2 separate regions of the Sus scrofa genome follow, and region 2 is linked to region 1. Evidence: chromatin contacts called from public Hi-C data. All regions are on one chromosome and are shown on one strand. Each heading gives the region's core, a stretch centred on a gene start, on an enhancer-like site or on the middle of the called end of the contact. The rest is flanking DNA. Distances are from core to core; before and after follow the strand shown. Region 1 has its middle 21 kb from the start of ADAMTS2. Region 2 overlaps ADAMTS2 (A disintegrin and metalloproteinase with thrombospondin motifs 2).

Region 1 (7,411 bases), core at 2,470-4,969:
CTCTGAACTCCTCATCCCCTCAAGGCTGGGGGTTCCAGGTCCCTAACATCTGGTCCCCAGGAGCATCCTGCATCCTTGGCCCTGAGGAACCAGGAGGTAGGCCATTCCTAGTATAGTAGCCCCCTCCGAAATCTGCTCCTGTGACCATGACACTGGTCCCATGATGGGCTGGCACTGGCTCCCAATTGGGGGGGGTCACACCCCAGTCCTTAGCATCTTCCAAGTGATGCCATGGAAGGGCCCTCAGTAGACTAGAGAAGGAGGTGGCACCCCACGCCTGTCCCCTGCAAAGGGGGCAGCATGCTTAGCATGGCAGTGGCTCTTTCCAAATAAATGCACTCTCTCTTTTCTTTAAAATTCTCCTTCAGGTTTAGTAGAAATTGGGATACAGGTTGAATTTAGGGGTGCTTACCTACCCTTGGATTCCACATGGATTCCATCTGGGACTGTTAAATCGGCTTACGTGTCGGAGCCACTGTGTGTGCTAGGCACACCATCGGAAGGTCCTGAGTATGCAAAGGTGCCTATGACATGGCAATTGTTGTGAGCACTCAAGGAAGCAGATGGGATGGAGTAGGGGCGGGGCCAAGGTGTAGGGGTGGGGCCAAGGAGGCATCTGCCCAATGGTCCCAGGATGAGATTCATGGAGCAGGTGGCTGTTGATGGCATGTGTAGCAGGCCCAGGCCCAGCGCTGGGCTTTGGGGTCCGCTGGGAATTTCTATAAGTGACAGAAAAGCCCACTTAAAGTGGCTTGAACCCTGAAGGGAATCTATTGGCTCAGATTACTGACAAGTTCAGACACACTGCAGGTGAGGCTCAATTCAGCCGTTCTAGTGAGGTCCCTAAGGACCAGCTCCAGTCCTCTGGGATCCCTTGACTCTGCTCCCTCTGAAGGCTGGATTCATCCTTAGCCTGGCTCCCACCCTGGAAGCAAATAGCTGCAGCAGCTCCCAACTGCCACCCTCACAGCGCCCCCTCCTGGAGAAGAGCTTTATCTCCTTCGGAGGCACCCATGGGACCGAGGGACTTTCCCTCCCAGAACCCCGAGGTCACTCTGATCGGACCCACTAAGGCCAGGGACATACAATGGCTTTCTAAAGTCTAGTTTCCTGTGTCATCCTGGTCAAGGGCAGTTGGGAGAAGGTGACCAGCAATATGAAGGGCAGAAGAAGCAGTGGGAAGATGGCTCACCGGGCTGCAGATTGATGTTACCTTCAGGCTTTGCCTGAGGTCGCAGTGGGTGTTAGTGAGTATGAATCCATGTCTGAAAACTCTGAAGCCCAAGATCTTGTGACTTTGCTGCCTCCTCATGGGTAAATGGGGGTCCTCTGGCCTGATCATGGACAAGCAGATGCACAGACCAGGGTGTGAAGCTTCTATCGTTGGAGAACGGGAGGGCATGTGCAGCTGGGGGTGATGGAGAGCCCAGGAGGAGGGGTCTGGGCTGGATAACAGGCTGTGAAGCTCAGGCTAAGGCAGGCGCCCTTTATCTTGTAGGACTTGGGGAGTGATGGGCAGGTTTCAGCGAGGAAGTGGAGGGATTGGTTCAGGTTTTGGAGCAAACGCTGTGGTGCTGCATAGATGGCTAGGAGTCAGGGTGGGTACTGAGGGTGCCAGACACGAGAGCTATGGTATCACGTGGGAGTATATACCTGGGCTCCTCCCCGTCGCTCCAGGTTATTTCCATCCACAGCAGCACCTCCAGCTTTCTGAGCTTGCTTTGGAAGCAGAGCCTTTGCTTGGATGCTGAACTCTGGGTGCCAACCACTCTCATGTCCTTGACAATTCATATGCTTTTTTTTGGGGGGGGGCATATGGAAGTTCCCAGGCTAGGGGTTGAATTGGAGCTGCAGTTGCCAGCCTACACTGCAGCCACAGCAATATGGGATCCGAACTGCAATTGAGGCCCATGCTGCAGCTTGCCGCAATGCCAGATCCTTAACCCACTGGGCCACAATGGGAACTCCAGCTCATATACTGTCGGTGCTGGAACCGGTGCCTGTTCCCTGTTACTGGTCAGGAGATGTTCGTTCTGCATCTCATGTCCTACCTCCTGGTCCTGTGGCCCGTGTTCTGTTCTGTTCGTCTCCTCTTCATGCTGCTCACCAGCCTAAGGGGATGAGAATTCTTTCCCAAACAATCATGCGGGATCTAGTATGTTCTTTCCTAAAACAGTGGAGAAATTGTGGTTAAACCGAGGACATTCAATTCCTCTCCTGAATTCCTGACGAAAATCTGCCCAGGGTGACGTCTCAACCCCTTAGACTGGCTGAGTCACCCCTCCCCCTCCAGCCTCCCCCACAGCCCCACGCAGCTCCAGGTCCGAGGCATTCATAACTCGGCTCCCCTCCCTTCCCAGGTCACATGATTTGACACCTGCCCGCCTTGGCACAGGTGCCCCACCAGAGAGGGACCCTGCAGGGCCCGCGTGCTTCTGCTCTGAAGTGGCAGAGCCTGTTTCATGAAACCAGGTTCCTCCAGGCGAGTTTCTTGCTCTGTGATAAAGACCCTACTCAGTCATGTAAATGGGTGTGTGTGTGTGATATTGTCACCATTCTGGGATCCAGTCACCAGGCTGAAGTTCTCCCTCTCTGGGCCCTCCCCCAGCTGGGCTCCTCCTTCTGACCCAGCTTTCGGAACCAAGGGTTGCTGCACCCAGGGGACCCTGGACATAGACTCAGCTTGCCTGGACCCTCCTCTGTCCACTTTTGGGGCCCCCCTCAGGTAGCTTCTCCCCCATCTGTAGACTGTGCCCTTTGGTCACATGAAGACACTGAGGCTCAGAGACCTAAAGAGATGCTCAGAGGCCAGGTCACCAGCTTACAGAGTCATATCTGGGTCAAGGCCTGCCAGGCTCCCAAACCTGGCTCTTCAGTCCAAAAATGCCGCTACCCATGGCCAAGGCCAGATTGAAAGAGAGAATTCTTGGAAATCAAACAATAAATTGGAAAAACAAGATAAGGGAAATAAGCTAGATGAAATGAACAGAGAGCTTCCATGATAAAAGGCTGAGATAAAACAGGAAAAGAACCACAAAAATTTTTTTCAAGTTAAAAGTACAGGAGTAAATAGCCTGAGCTAATGGACTAAACAAGACAGAGGAAATAGTAAAATAGGGTAATTAAAAATATGTGACTCTGGCTGGGAAGGGAGGGAGGGGCGGGCAGCACCGTCCACATGAGCCTGGGGTGGGCTCCTGCCACCTGCCTCCTCCCCCAGGGCCAGCGGCTGGCAGCCCCATCCCACAGGGCACCAGAGGATGGTCTTGCAGCTGACCAGGCTGCCTACATTCTGGAATCAGGGACCCCAATCACAGATCACACAAGCTCAAGTCCAGCAGCAGCTCTGACCAGACAGGCCCAGAATCTCCGCTGGGTCTGGGGTAGTGCCCACTTCTGTTGCTGGTCTCTGGGCGGGAGGATGATACCTTCCCAATTCAAGTGGCTGTGTCTCCATAAAATGCCCTGCACATGTGTTTATTTTGACCCAGATCTTTGCTGTTCACATTTCAGAAAGGCCTCCCTCCAGTTTGCCCTGAGGCAAGAGGTTCACTGCCTGCTGGGAGGGCAGCAGAACCTGGGGCCCCGCTCAGCAGGGTCTTTGACCTGGGACACCTTTCTCAGCCTCGCCCGCTGGGGGTCGGTCTCTGGCCCAGAAGGTGAGCCCATGGGAGCCCTGGGCGGAGGCTGCAGGCTCAGTGGCTCCAGCCGGAACTGGCGGGGCTCTAGCGTCTGAGAACAGCATCTTCTCAGGAGCCTGCAGACAAGAGGATGTGCGTGTTGTTGCTGGGATACAGTGGAGCCCCAGGAAGCAAGGCCTGGCTGCTCGCTGGCCAAGGCATTGATTTTTATCAAGGGGTTCTGCATGCTCCTGTGCCTGGGTAGATCTGGGGCTGGGAGAGCTTGCTGCCAGGGGGCTCAGCTCTGATCCAAGCTTTGAAAGGAGAAGCCTGTTGTGGGGGCTGCAGTTCTCGAAGGGCAGGGAATGTGTTAGCATGAACGTGCCCCTCTCTGATTGTGACATCCTCATGCAGCCTCTTCTCTGTGCTGGTCTCAGGGAGGGAACAGTCCATTCCTGCTCTCACGGACCCCCTTCTAGTGGAGGGACAGGCAAGGCCCAGGCGAGTGTGGGTGCTGGGAAGCTGGTGGAGAAAAATAGGCGACTGCAGTGATGGGAGGCAGACAGCACCATGCTGGGTGACCTTGGACGATTGCCTTAACCTCTCTGAGCCTCAGTTTTCTCATCAGTAACATGAGGTTGATAAAAGAGTGTGTAACTCAGAGCGTTGTTTAGAGAATAAGCGAGGTAAGGGATGAAGCACTTGGAATATTGCCCTCAGATAACAAGTGCTGGACGCATGGTATGGGCTGAATTGTGTCCCTTCCCCCAGTTTCTAATATTGAAGTCCTATCCCCTGCCCCCAGTATGTACCTCAGACTGTGACTGTATTTGGAGATAAGGTCTTTAAAGAGATAGTGAAGTTAAAATGAGGCCATTAGGGTGGGCCCTAAATCAGTATGGCTGGGGTCCTTATAAGAAGAGGAGATTATGGAGTTTCTATCGAGGTTCCGAAGGTTAAGGATCTGGCATGGTCTCTGGGAGGATGAGGGTTTGATCCCTGGCCTTGCGCAGTGGGTTAAGGATCTGGTGTTGTCGTGAGCTGTGGTGTAGGTCCCAGATGCAGCTTGGATCCTGCTGTTGCTGTGACTGTGGCGTAGGCCAGCAGCTGTAGCTCCCATTAGACCCCTAGCCTGGGAACCTCCATATGCTGTGTGTGTAGCCCTAAAAAAAAAAAAAAAAGAAAAGAAAAAAAAGGAGATTAGGACACAGACACACACAGCAGAAAGATGATGGGAGGGAAGGCACAGGGAGAAGACAGACATCACAAGCCAGGAGAGACGCCTTAGAGGGAGCAGAAGGAACCAACCCTGCCCACACTTTGATCTTGGACTTCCAGCCTCCAGAATGATGAAGTAGACTGCTGTGGTTTCAGCCACTTGGTCTGGTACCTTGTCAAGGCAGCCCTGGTGAACGAATACAAGGGTTAACTATAGGCCGACCTCGTTTTATTGTGCTTTGCTTTGTCGCGAGTCACAGGTATTGCAGTTTTTACAAACTGAAGAAGTGTGGCAACCTTGTGTTGTCAGATCATGGTTACAACTTTTTAGCATAAAGTGTTTTTTTATGGCCACACCTGTGGCATATGGAAGTTCCTGGGCCAGGGGATGAATCCAAGCCAGAGCTGCAAGCTACTCTACAGCTGCAGCAACGCCGGATCCTTTAACCCACTGCACCAGGGATGGAATCCACACCTCCTTAGCACCCCAAGTCGCTGCAGTTAGATTCTTAATCCACTGTACCACAGCAGGAACTCCAGCAATAAAGTATTTTTAAATTAAGGTATGTACACTTTTTAAAGACAATGCTATGGCGCACTTAATAGATGGTAGCATGGCATAAATGTAACTATTATATGCCCTCGGAAACCAAACAATTCATGGGCCATGCTTTATTTCGATGTATGCCTTATTGCCATGGTCTGGAACTGAACCCTCAATATCTCCGAGGTCAACCTGTATTGCTATTTCCGTGTGCCCACACTCAGCCCAAGGGCACAGAGCAGACACCAAGGAGTTTGTGTATGGAACCTCCCAGAGTAGATGACCCTACAAAGTGGCAGGCTGTGGCATGGGAGCTCCTGTGAGCCAAGGGCCCTCCTTGTCCTGGGTGTCGATGAGGAGGGGCTCTCCATTAGAGCCTGAATTAGCCCACTGGAGGCCTTTCCGAGCATCTCGTTAGAGATGCCGAGAGGTTCTGAGGTTGGAAGGATGCAGGGATTGGGCTTTTGGATAGGTTCTTGGGGAGAACCTGGCTGCCAGGTCCAGCCTTGAGACCTCAGGGCCCTGGCACGTCTGACCCATCCGGTCTGCTGACTCGTCCACATCCTCACCTAGGCTGGCCCTTCGGTAATAAGCAATCACACAGTCACTTTCTGTGTCACATGCTGTGTCCTTTCATTACCTTTAGGTGCCCTGTCTGGTGTATTAGTCACCATTTCAATCTTGCTCAAAGTAAGGTGCCCTCTGCTCTGCTGGGGGGCTGTGTACCTTGGGAAGAGGCCAGGTTGTCTGCCTCTCTCTGTCACTCATGGGGCGGTGCAGTGGGGGACATGGGGCCAGCTGGGAGGAGCCACGGCTGAGAGATGGCTTTGCCCTTCGCAGATTCTTGGAATCTTTCCCCAAAGCCCCGGGGCCCTGTGCTCCTTGTTGTGGGCGGGGATTTTCCGGCCAGCTGCTCCTGACTGCCCTCTGGCTAGTAGGCTACCCCTGGGGGCAAGGCTCCTTGTGAAAGGACCCTGCTGGGGTCCCACGCCACCCTGAAGGCTCCCCTTCTCTGAGACCGTGCTCTCACATACCCTCTCACATCCACTCCCTGGGAGAGAGTAAGGAGCTCCAGGTCACAGAACTGCTTCTTGGGAATTCTCTTGCAAACCTGCTGTTACCTGGTTCCCTCTTGGGGCCCCATCACCTTGAAACATGTTTTCTAATTAATGTTGATAAGAGGGGACTGCTTGTTCAGGCTTTTCCTGGACCACTCAGACTATTTTAGAGCTAAAAGGACTCAGGAGATCAACTGGATCAGCTCCCCAAATTTACAGATTGGGAAACTGAGGCCCAGGGCAGAAGGGTGTGCCTATGGTGATGGTTAGTGGGTGGCAAAGCAGGGTTGGAATGGAATCCCTGGCGGGTTGCTTATATGAGCTCAGGGGATCCTTGTAAAGGCATTTAAAGGGAGGGTCTAGGGAGTTTGTGTTGTGGCTCCATGGGAACAAACCTGACTAGTATCCATGAGGTTGTAGGTTCGATCCCTGGCCTCGCTCAGTAGGTTAAGGATCCGGCATTGCCCTGAGCTGTGGTGTAGGTCCCAGACACAGCTTGGATCTGGCATTGCTGTGGCTGTGGTGAAGGCTGGCAGCTGTAGCTCTGATTTGATCCCTAGCGTGGGAACCTCCATATGCTGCAGGTGAGGCCCTTAAAAAAAGGGGGTGTGGTCTAGGCCATGCCCCTGGTGCTGTTCACAGCCCTTGGCCTGCTCTGTTCTTCCCACCTGGTCCCCCAGTCCATCTGTCTACACTGCTGTCCTTAAATCAGCTTAAACACCCTGGCTGGAGTTTCTGTCTTGGCTCAGTGGTTAAGGAATCTGACTAGGAACCATGAGGTTGCGGGTTCGATCCCTGGCTTTGCTCAGTGGGTTAAGGATCTGGTGTTGCCGTGAGCTGTAGTGTAGGTCGCAGAGGAAGCTTGGATCCTGCTGTTGCTGTGACTGTGGCGTAGGCCAGCGACTTCAGCTCTATTAGACCCCTCAGCCTGGGAACCTCCATATGCCATGGGTGAGGCCCTAGAAAAGATT
Region 2 (7,411 bases), core at 3,417-5,916, 200 kb after region 1:
TATCTCTGGGTAGTAGGTCGTGGATTTTTGTTTTCTTTTGATACTTTACTGGATTTCCTAAATTTATCATGATAAGCATGTTTCTTTTATCATCAAAAGAGTACTTTTTTAAAAGGGTCTCTAGTGGCATGCCACAGGGCTCTGTCATGTCCAACATTTTATTCCTGGTTTGAAAGAGGATGTAGAAAGGCCTTGGTGATTTTCTTGGCACCTCTTCTCTATGGTGACTTGGAGGCATTCGGGGAGGACACTATCCTACCTTACCTGTGGCCAGGGCCCTCTGTCACCTAAATGTCTATGGAAGCTGTGAGCGAGCCACCTTGGCTGCCATGGGTACAAGGCCTCACCTGCAGATGAGGCCACATCACCCAGGTGTGCAGACAGCTCCCTCTCAGCCATGACCAGTCTGGCCCCTGCCCCTTATGTACTGCCTTGCAGGGAGGGGTTCTGCCATGCCTGGGCCATGTTGCTACCCTCTGAGTCCCCCGTAGGCAGAGTGGGGGTAAGAGGAGCGGGCATGCCATGTGAGGCTGTAGCCTGTTCTTCCTGGGGACAGTATGGGGAGGAGGGCAGGCCACGGGGCTGCCTGGAGCCCACGACCAGCAAGACGGGCAGCTGGAGCCCACTTGGGGAAACGAGGCAGCTTCAGCGAATCGGGGACCGATCCGGTGAGAACTGAGAGGGTGCAGGGGGGGACCAGCGCCCCCCTCGCCTCCCTGACTTCCTGCTGAGAAGGAGTTTGGGAATCCATGGTGGTGAGCAGACAGAGGGGAGGACATGGAGCGGGGTGGGTGCTTTTGGAGGGGAGTCCAGACAGTGCCTGCTGCACCCCAGAAGGGCTGTGCAGACTGGCCTCTGCCCATGACCTCAGAGGCGTCACACTAAAGACGTAGCAGGATGTGGGGTTAGACCCACATGCCCACCCCGGTCCCCGAGGCCTGGCTGGGAAAGATACGCTGCCCCACTTCCACTGGCCCCAGGGTGCCGAGGAGCTGACCAGTCTCCTGTTGCAAGGCTCACCCCACAGTCTGCCCCCCTTTGCTCACCTCCTATGCCCTCCTGCCCCCAGGAAGCCATAGGGAAGGCTGGTATCCCTCAGGGCCTCTGTGTCCTGGGGGATTCCAGAACACTTGAGGGCCAGAGAGCCACTTTGTCCTCCTCCGGAGAGTTGCAGGATTGTGAGGGGGACGTGGTGTCCAGGGCGTGACTCTCACCTTCCCTGGGGAGGCCACGCGGCAGAAGCACAGGCTGGGGGATGGCGGTGTTAGGAGGACACAGCCAGCCAGCCACACCCAGGAGGGCAGGCACTAGGCAGATATCGGATGCGGAGGGACTGGGGCCCCACCTGCTGACTCCTTGTCTCTGGCACAGAGCATCTGTGCCTTGGCATAGAGCACGGGATCCCAGGGACAGCGTGGCGTGTGTGGCTGTGGGCTCAGGAGCAACACCCATGGGAAGGGAGGATGGGGTGCTTCCACTGACCTGGAGCAATCAGACAGTAAATCCAAAAGTGACAACCCAGAGAGGAGCTGCCAGGGCCAAGGGTGCCCAACCGGAGCTGTAGACCACCTCCACGCCGGAGGTCACATCACTGATCAGTACTTCTCTGAGTCCGTCCGAAAGGAATTGCTAGAAAAGGGAAATGTGATAAACCCAAGATGATAAGAAAATCCCAGTCCCGACTTTTTATTATGAAATTCCAGAGACATCAATTCATTCTATCAAACTGCTCTAAAATTTTCCGCTTTCTGTTCTTAATCTTCTTGTGGGCGGTCACGGCTGACACCCACTGGTCATAGACTCCCCTCGCACAGTGCGGGAGGTGAGGTCCCTCGGAGGGACCTCGGGGAAGCGGGAGGGCACGTCTTTGGAATAGGTGGACCCTGGGACCTGCCTGCTCCCGGGTCGGGGGCACCAGCTCCCATGACATCACCAGCAAGCAGGATGGTTTGGTAGTGGTGAGCACCACCAATGAAGTAGAGCACGAGGTGCCCTGGATGGGGTGCCCTGGATGGGGTGGCCAGGCAGGTGACTGCCCGGCCAGAATTCACTTGGATTCACGTGGAGAGAGTGAGCTCTGCTTATGGAGGAAAAGTCAGGAGAGGCTTCTGGAGGTGGGTTGGGGAGTTGAGCTTGGCTCTTGGGGAGGATGAATTCTGATGAGCTGCTCTTCATGGAACCACCTCCCTCCCTCTGGGAGGCCCCAGAAGGAGGCCCCTGTCCCTGGAAGGATTTAGGCAAAGAAAAACCAAGGGACTGTAGCTCGGACCTCTCCCAGAAGAGGGGCTGAGCTGTTCCCCAAAGTCCAGGGAGATGCTGGGGACTATGAAGCCCAGACCCAGACTTGGAGCAGAAAGAGGCCCAGATATTCAGATGCTCTTATTTATTCTAAAGTGTGATGGAAATAGACCAGCTTCCCCACTTCTGCACACCCTCCCTCCGTTCTGCCTGTCCCCACAGTGACATTCGTGCCAGTGATATGTTGTCTGTCTTCCAGCTTATGAGAGGCCTCAGAGTTATCTCAAGTTTTTCCTTGAGATAACATTTTTCTCCATTTCTTTAAAAAAAAAAAAAGCAGAAGAAAAGAGATTATCTTATTTTATACAATATGCCATCAGCCAGGGAGCAGAACATCGGCAACACTCGAGGGTTGCATAGCAACTGGCTTTTCAATTGATTTTTTGAGGAAGCACCAAAGCTACTGAACAGTTCTCATTTTAAATATTTCCTAAGATGATAAAAATCAAAGCAAATGGAAATCAGAGACTTGGGGACAATCAAAGAACATAAGGTATCTTGTCATGAAAGGCCAGGTCAAGACCAAGCAGGGAACACTCTCAGGAATTTTTCAGTGTTGGAAGGAAGGGGTCAGAGGAGTTCTGAGTCTCTCAGTGGAGGCGAGAGAAGGGTGTGCTGGGGCAGGGCTTGGTGTGCAAGGGCCCAGCGCCACCGTCCTCTTATTGCATGTCCCCAGCCATCACCTACCTGCTGTGTAGGGAATTCAGAGCACCCCAGGGACCACCTGCTGGTCTCCCCAGAGACTGGGTCCGAACCCCCAACCTGATGGGTGCCGGGCATGGTGTCCAGCCCCTGACCCTCCCGTCCCACCTCTTGTGCCAGACCCTCCAGGGTCCAGAGACACAAGAAGCAGTGGGGCCAGAAGCGCCGCGCAGGCCTGAACCTGGGGGTGTTCGTGTATCGACTGCGGCGCTGGCAGGTGGGCTTTCTGGGAGGATGTCTGGAATGCGCCTTGATGATGCAGGAGTCCTGGCAGAGAAATAAGGATCACACCTTCCAGCCTTCTCTGGTGTTGGGGTTTGAGATGCCTGTCCCGATGAAATTTGGACTCCGGGGACTGCTTCGCGGGCCAGAGCTGCAGGGAGAAGACACCCCACACACACACTGCCCCCAGGCTCCAGGGAGCCCATGCTTCCCCCAGCCAGGGGGTGTGGTGTGAATTCTGGCCCTGTCGATCCTTCTGGGACCTTCAGCAAGTTACCCTCACTGAACCTTAGGGTCCCCAGTAAGATGAGCACGCGTTAGCAAGGGACAGCAGAATAAGGCTGCTCATACCAGTTACAGCCTGCAAGACCCCCTCTGGGTCAGGCAGGCCCTGTCTGAGGCCCCTGACATGACTTCACGCACTTCTCCCTCAGATCATCTCTTTGGGGGCAGTCGCGTTGTCACCCCCACCTGACAGGACAAGGGTATGGCCTACCGAGGTCTCACGTGCATGGCTGAGAGGGGGCTGGGCTCGGCTGCTGTTCCACTGGTTGGGGAACACCAGCTCCAGGCTCCTTGGCTGGATCCCCTCAGGGTGCCCCATGCCAGTGGTTCTCCACAAAAGGCAATTTTGCCACAACCCCCCCACCCCGCCACCACCTTGGTAGCATCTAGCAAGTAGAGGCCAGCCCCCACCGCAGAGAATTTCCTGGCCCCAAATGTCAGCAGTGCCAAGGTCAAGAAGTGCGCTCGTCCCTCTTGAACCCAGCAGGTCTGGACTCCACTTCCACACATGCTGTCCTGTTTTGTGTCTCTGGGAGGGCAGGTTGAGTGGGAGACCTTCTGGGGTCAGGGCAGCTGAGAAGGCTTTGTGGGGCTGCAGTCAGATCCCCAGGACACAAGCCAAGGGACAAGGACAAGGAACATCATGGATGCTGGTTACCATGGATGGTAGCACCTGAGCTCCCAGTTCAGTGGTGCCGTTGTTCCCACTTTGCGGATGGGGAGCCCAGGAGAGTGAGGTAACTTAAAGAATGTAGTGTGGGGAGAGGAGCAGGCCTCCAAGCCAAGAGCCCCAGTCTAGCCAGGTGAGCCTCACCTGTCACCTACAGGTGCCCTGTGGGTGGGCTTTGTGGTCTGTGGGGCACCCGGATATGTGACTGAGCCTGCAGAGCCTCCAGGCTGCTGGTCCTGCTTTGCTCTTGTCTCCTTGACAGAGGGAAGGAAGAGCATAAATAATTCAGCACATTCTAGAGCAAACAATGGAAATGTCAGCCTTGATTGGAACAGAACTTTCAGCCCAGATCCTAATTGATTTGTTTAAGGGGGGACCCCAGAGGCTGTCTGGGGCCTCGCTGGTCCCCTTTGACCCGGTGCCTGGGTTACTCAGAGCCACACAGCCCTGGGATCTCTGTGTCCCTCCCACCGCTGAGCACCCACGCCGCCTCTCCTGTGGCAGCAGCGCCACCTGGTGGCCACCTCTGGTGCTCACCCTTCCTTTCCTCCTGTTAAGGGAGATGGCCCCACCATTGGAAGTGGCGGGGTTTCCAGGCCCACCTCCATCTCTTTCTAGAGGTTAGACTTCAGTGTGTTACTTCAATTGTCTGATATGGAAAATATTATAATAACAACATCTATATCTGAGGGCAACTGTTTTAATTGGATGATATGTGTGAACCCAGAGCCTAGTGACCTGCTCATAGTGTGAGCCCTGATACATGGACCCCACAGCTACCATCCAGCCCCAGGGTGCAGAAATGCCCTGTCTGCTGTAAAAACAGCCCTGCACTGCACTTTGCTCTGGACAGCTGGTGCCCGCGTCTCCCTCAGAAGGAGGGAGGCTGGTCTGTGAGGGCCTCAGCCAGTTCTGGGGCCATCCCCTTGCTGCCCCCTGGAACACCATAGCCTTGTGTGCAGTGCCCAGCCCAGCACAGGTGGGAACAGGCTGAGTCATATGAAAAGTTTTCCTAGAGAAGCCAATGCAGGGAGGAGCAGGTAGCCAGGAGACGGATAGATAGGGGTCTTTGGGGACAGGAGGAATGCAAATGACCACAGTGAACTGGGCGTGAGACTCTTTTCTTTTTCTTTTCTTTTCCTTTTTTTTTTTTTTTTTTTTTTTTTTTTTTTTTTTTTTTTTTTGCTTTTTAGCACCGCACTACAACATATGGAAGTTCTCAGGCTAGGGGTTGAATGGGAGCTATAGCTGCTGGCCTACACAGCCCCAGCAATGCCAGATCTTAGCCGCATCTGTGACCTACACTATAGCTCATGGCAACGCCGGATCCTTAACTCACTGAGCAAGGCCAGGGATTGAACCTGCATCCTCATGGATACTTAGTCAGATTCATTTCTGATGAGCTACGCAGGGAGCTCCTCCCTGAGAGTCTCTTAATTGCAACAGGCAATGCTCCCAGCCTCTCTCCATCACATCTGAAGGAGAAATGGATGAGTCTTCTGTCTTCACTTGGCCAAGGGCTACAGCCTATGCATGGAATGGAGGGGTCTGGGGTGCCCCAGAGAGCAGGGCCCATATGAGGACTGTGGACATGGGCCGGGTGGCAGTGGAGTAGGGGGAGATCCCATTAGAGCTCAGGTGAGCCATGTGGGTGCCAGACCCCCTGGACCCTCTGCCTGGACACCTGTCTGTGAGGAGCCCTTTGAGGCAGGTGGACCCCACGAGGAGGCTGGTGGTCTCAGGCAGATGGAGGAGTAGATTGAAGAAGGGTTGGGCCTGGGGTGCAAGAGGCAGAAGCTTATGGGCAGTTGTTTAGGGGGCTGCCACCAGGCAAGACTTGCTTCAGCCGGGTATTTTTTTTTTGGTCCTTTTGAACCTCAGCTCCACTGACCTAACTTGAGTCCCTTGAGGCCCTTAGACGGCCTCGGAGCTTTGCTCCCACGTCTTGCCAGGAAGTGTGCAGTGACTTCGTGCAGGTGGGTGTGGCCAAGGAGCCTGTCCATCCAATCAGGAGAATGGAGCCAAGTGGGAGGTCCTGAGAGGGACCAGGCTCAGTGTCACGTGGTCCAGGTCCCCAGTCAGTGAGGTCTGCTCAGCTTGCACCTGGACCAGCAGATGCCAACTCCTCTCTCTCTCTCTGTCTTTCCTGCCCCTTGCAGTCCATGAGCCTCATTGAGATCGGAAACCCCTCTCAGAGTCTGGAGAACGTCTGCCGCTGGGCCTACCTGCAGCAGAAGCCGGACACTGGCCACGAGGAGTACCACGATCATGCCATTTTCCTCACCCGGCAGGACTTTGGGCCCTCGGGCATGCAAGGTGAGCCTCGCCCTGCGGGGCCCACAGGAAGGAGGGCGGCTGAGCGTGAGCCCCTGGCAGTCTTGGCCGGGCTGGGAAGGGTGTCCGGGCAAGGGGACCTGTGTCAGGCACCGGGCAAGCACTAGTGCCCTCTTGGCTCTTGAAAACCACCAGGGACTCTGACACTTTCCTCCAGGAAGCCACATCTCCCCGGGGCACAGCAAAGATCAGGAAGAGACCAGACAGGACATGAGGCTGAGCTTCACAGTTGTTTGCTTCCCCTGGTTTTGTTTTTTGTTTGTTTGTTTTTGGTTGTACCCACAGCATGCAGATGTTCCCAGGCCAGGGATCCAACTACCACCACAAAGGCGACCAGAGCCACAGCAGTGACAACTCCAGGTCCTTAACCCACTGCACCACCAGCGAACTCCTCCCCTAGTCTTTTGTTTTTATCTTTTTCAGCCATACCTGCAGCATACAGAAGTTCCCTGGACAGGGATCAAATCCCAGCTGCAGCTGCAACGCAGGACCCATACCACAGCTGCAGCAATGCCAGGTCTCAAACCCCCTGCACCACAGCAGGAACTCCTGGGCTTCTTTATCCTGTCCAGGGGCAAGCGGCAAGGCCCGCTCGCTGGATTTCTTCCTTTTGGAGCAGGGTCTCAGCATCCCACCCTCCCATCACCCTCCTCCTCCCTGTGGCTGTGAATGCTGTCCTGTAAGCCTTCCCTGGGGACAGCTAAAGACACTCTGTGAGCTTGTCTCTGTGGAGGTGCTAGTTCAATCCCCAACCTGGCACAGTGGGGTGCTATAGCTGTGGTGTAAGTGGCAGCTCTGACTCGGATTTGATCCCTGGCCTGGGAGCTTACATTTGCTGTGGGTGAGGCTGAAAAAGAAAAAGAAGGAATTCCCATCTGTGGCTCAGTGGTTCCCCAATCC

Evidence for each region. A called contact is a pair of places that touch in the nucleus more often than the background predicts.
Region 2: a Hi-C map of omental adipose tissue shows a contact between it and region 1, with 3 times the contacts expected there. The contact joins two enhancer-like sites. A contact is called at or near these places in 1 of 5 promoter capture datasets (liver), 9 of 47 Hi-C or Micro-C datasets (embryonic fibroblasts, fetal skeletal muscle, liver and 5 more) and 1 of 2 datasets of contacts at active chromatin or transcription factors (skeletal muscle).

Annotation. Positions count from the first base shown.
Region 1 is chr2:79,158,437-79,165,847 of Sscrofa11.1, forward strand. No RefSeq gene overlaps it. Among named protein-coding and RNA genes, the nearest start is that of ADAMTS2, 21 kb to the right of the region's middle. Within about 2 kb of position 3,720, at least 2 of the 83 cell types and tissues checked have an H3K27ac peak or open chromatin away from gene starts, as enhancers often do. A contact at or near this core is called in omental adipose tissue, where this site is marked.
Region 2 is chr2:79,355,930-79,363,340 of Sscrofa11.1, forward strand. ADAMTS2 (A disintegrin and metalloproteinase with thrombospondin motifs 2) reads left to right here. Exons shown (of 22, transcript XM_021084334.1): 6 at 6,337-6,493. Among named protein-coding and RNA genes, the nearest start is that of GRM6, 110 kb to the right of the region's middle. Within about 2 kb of position 4,667, at least 8 of the 83 cell types and tissues checked have an H3K27ac peak or open chromatin away from gene starts, as enhancers often do. A contact at or near this core is called in omental adipose tissue, where this site is marked.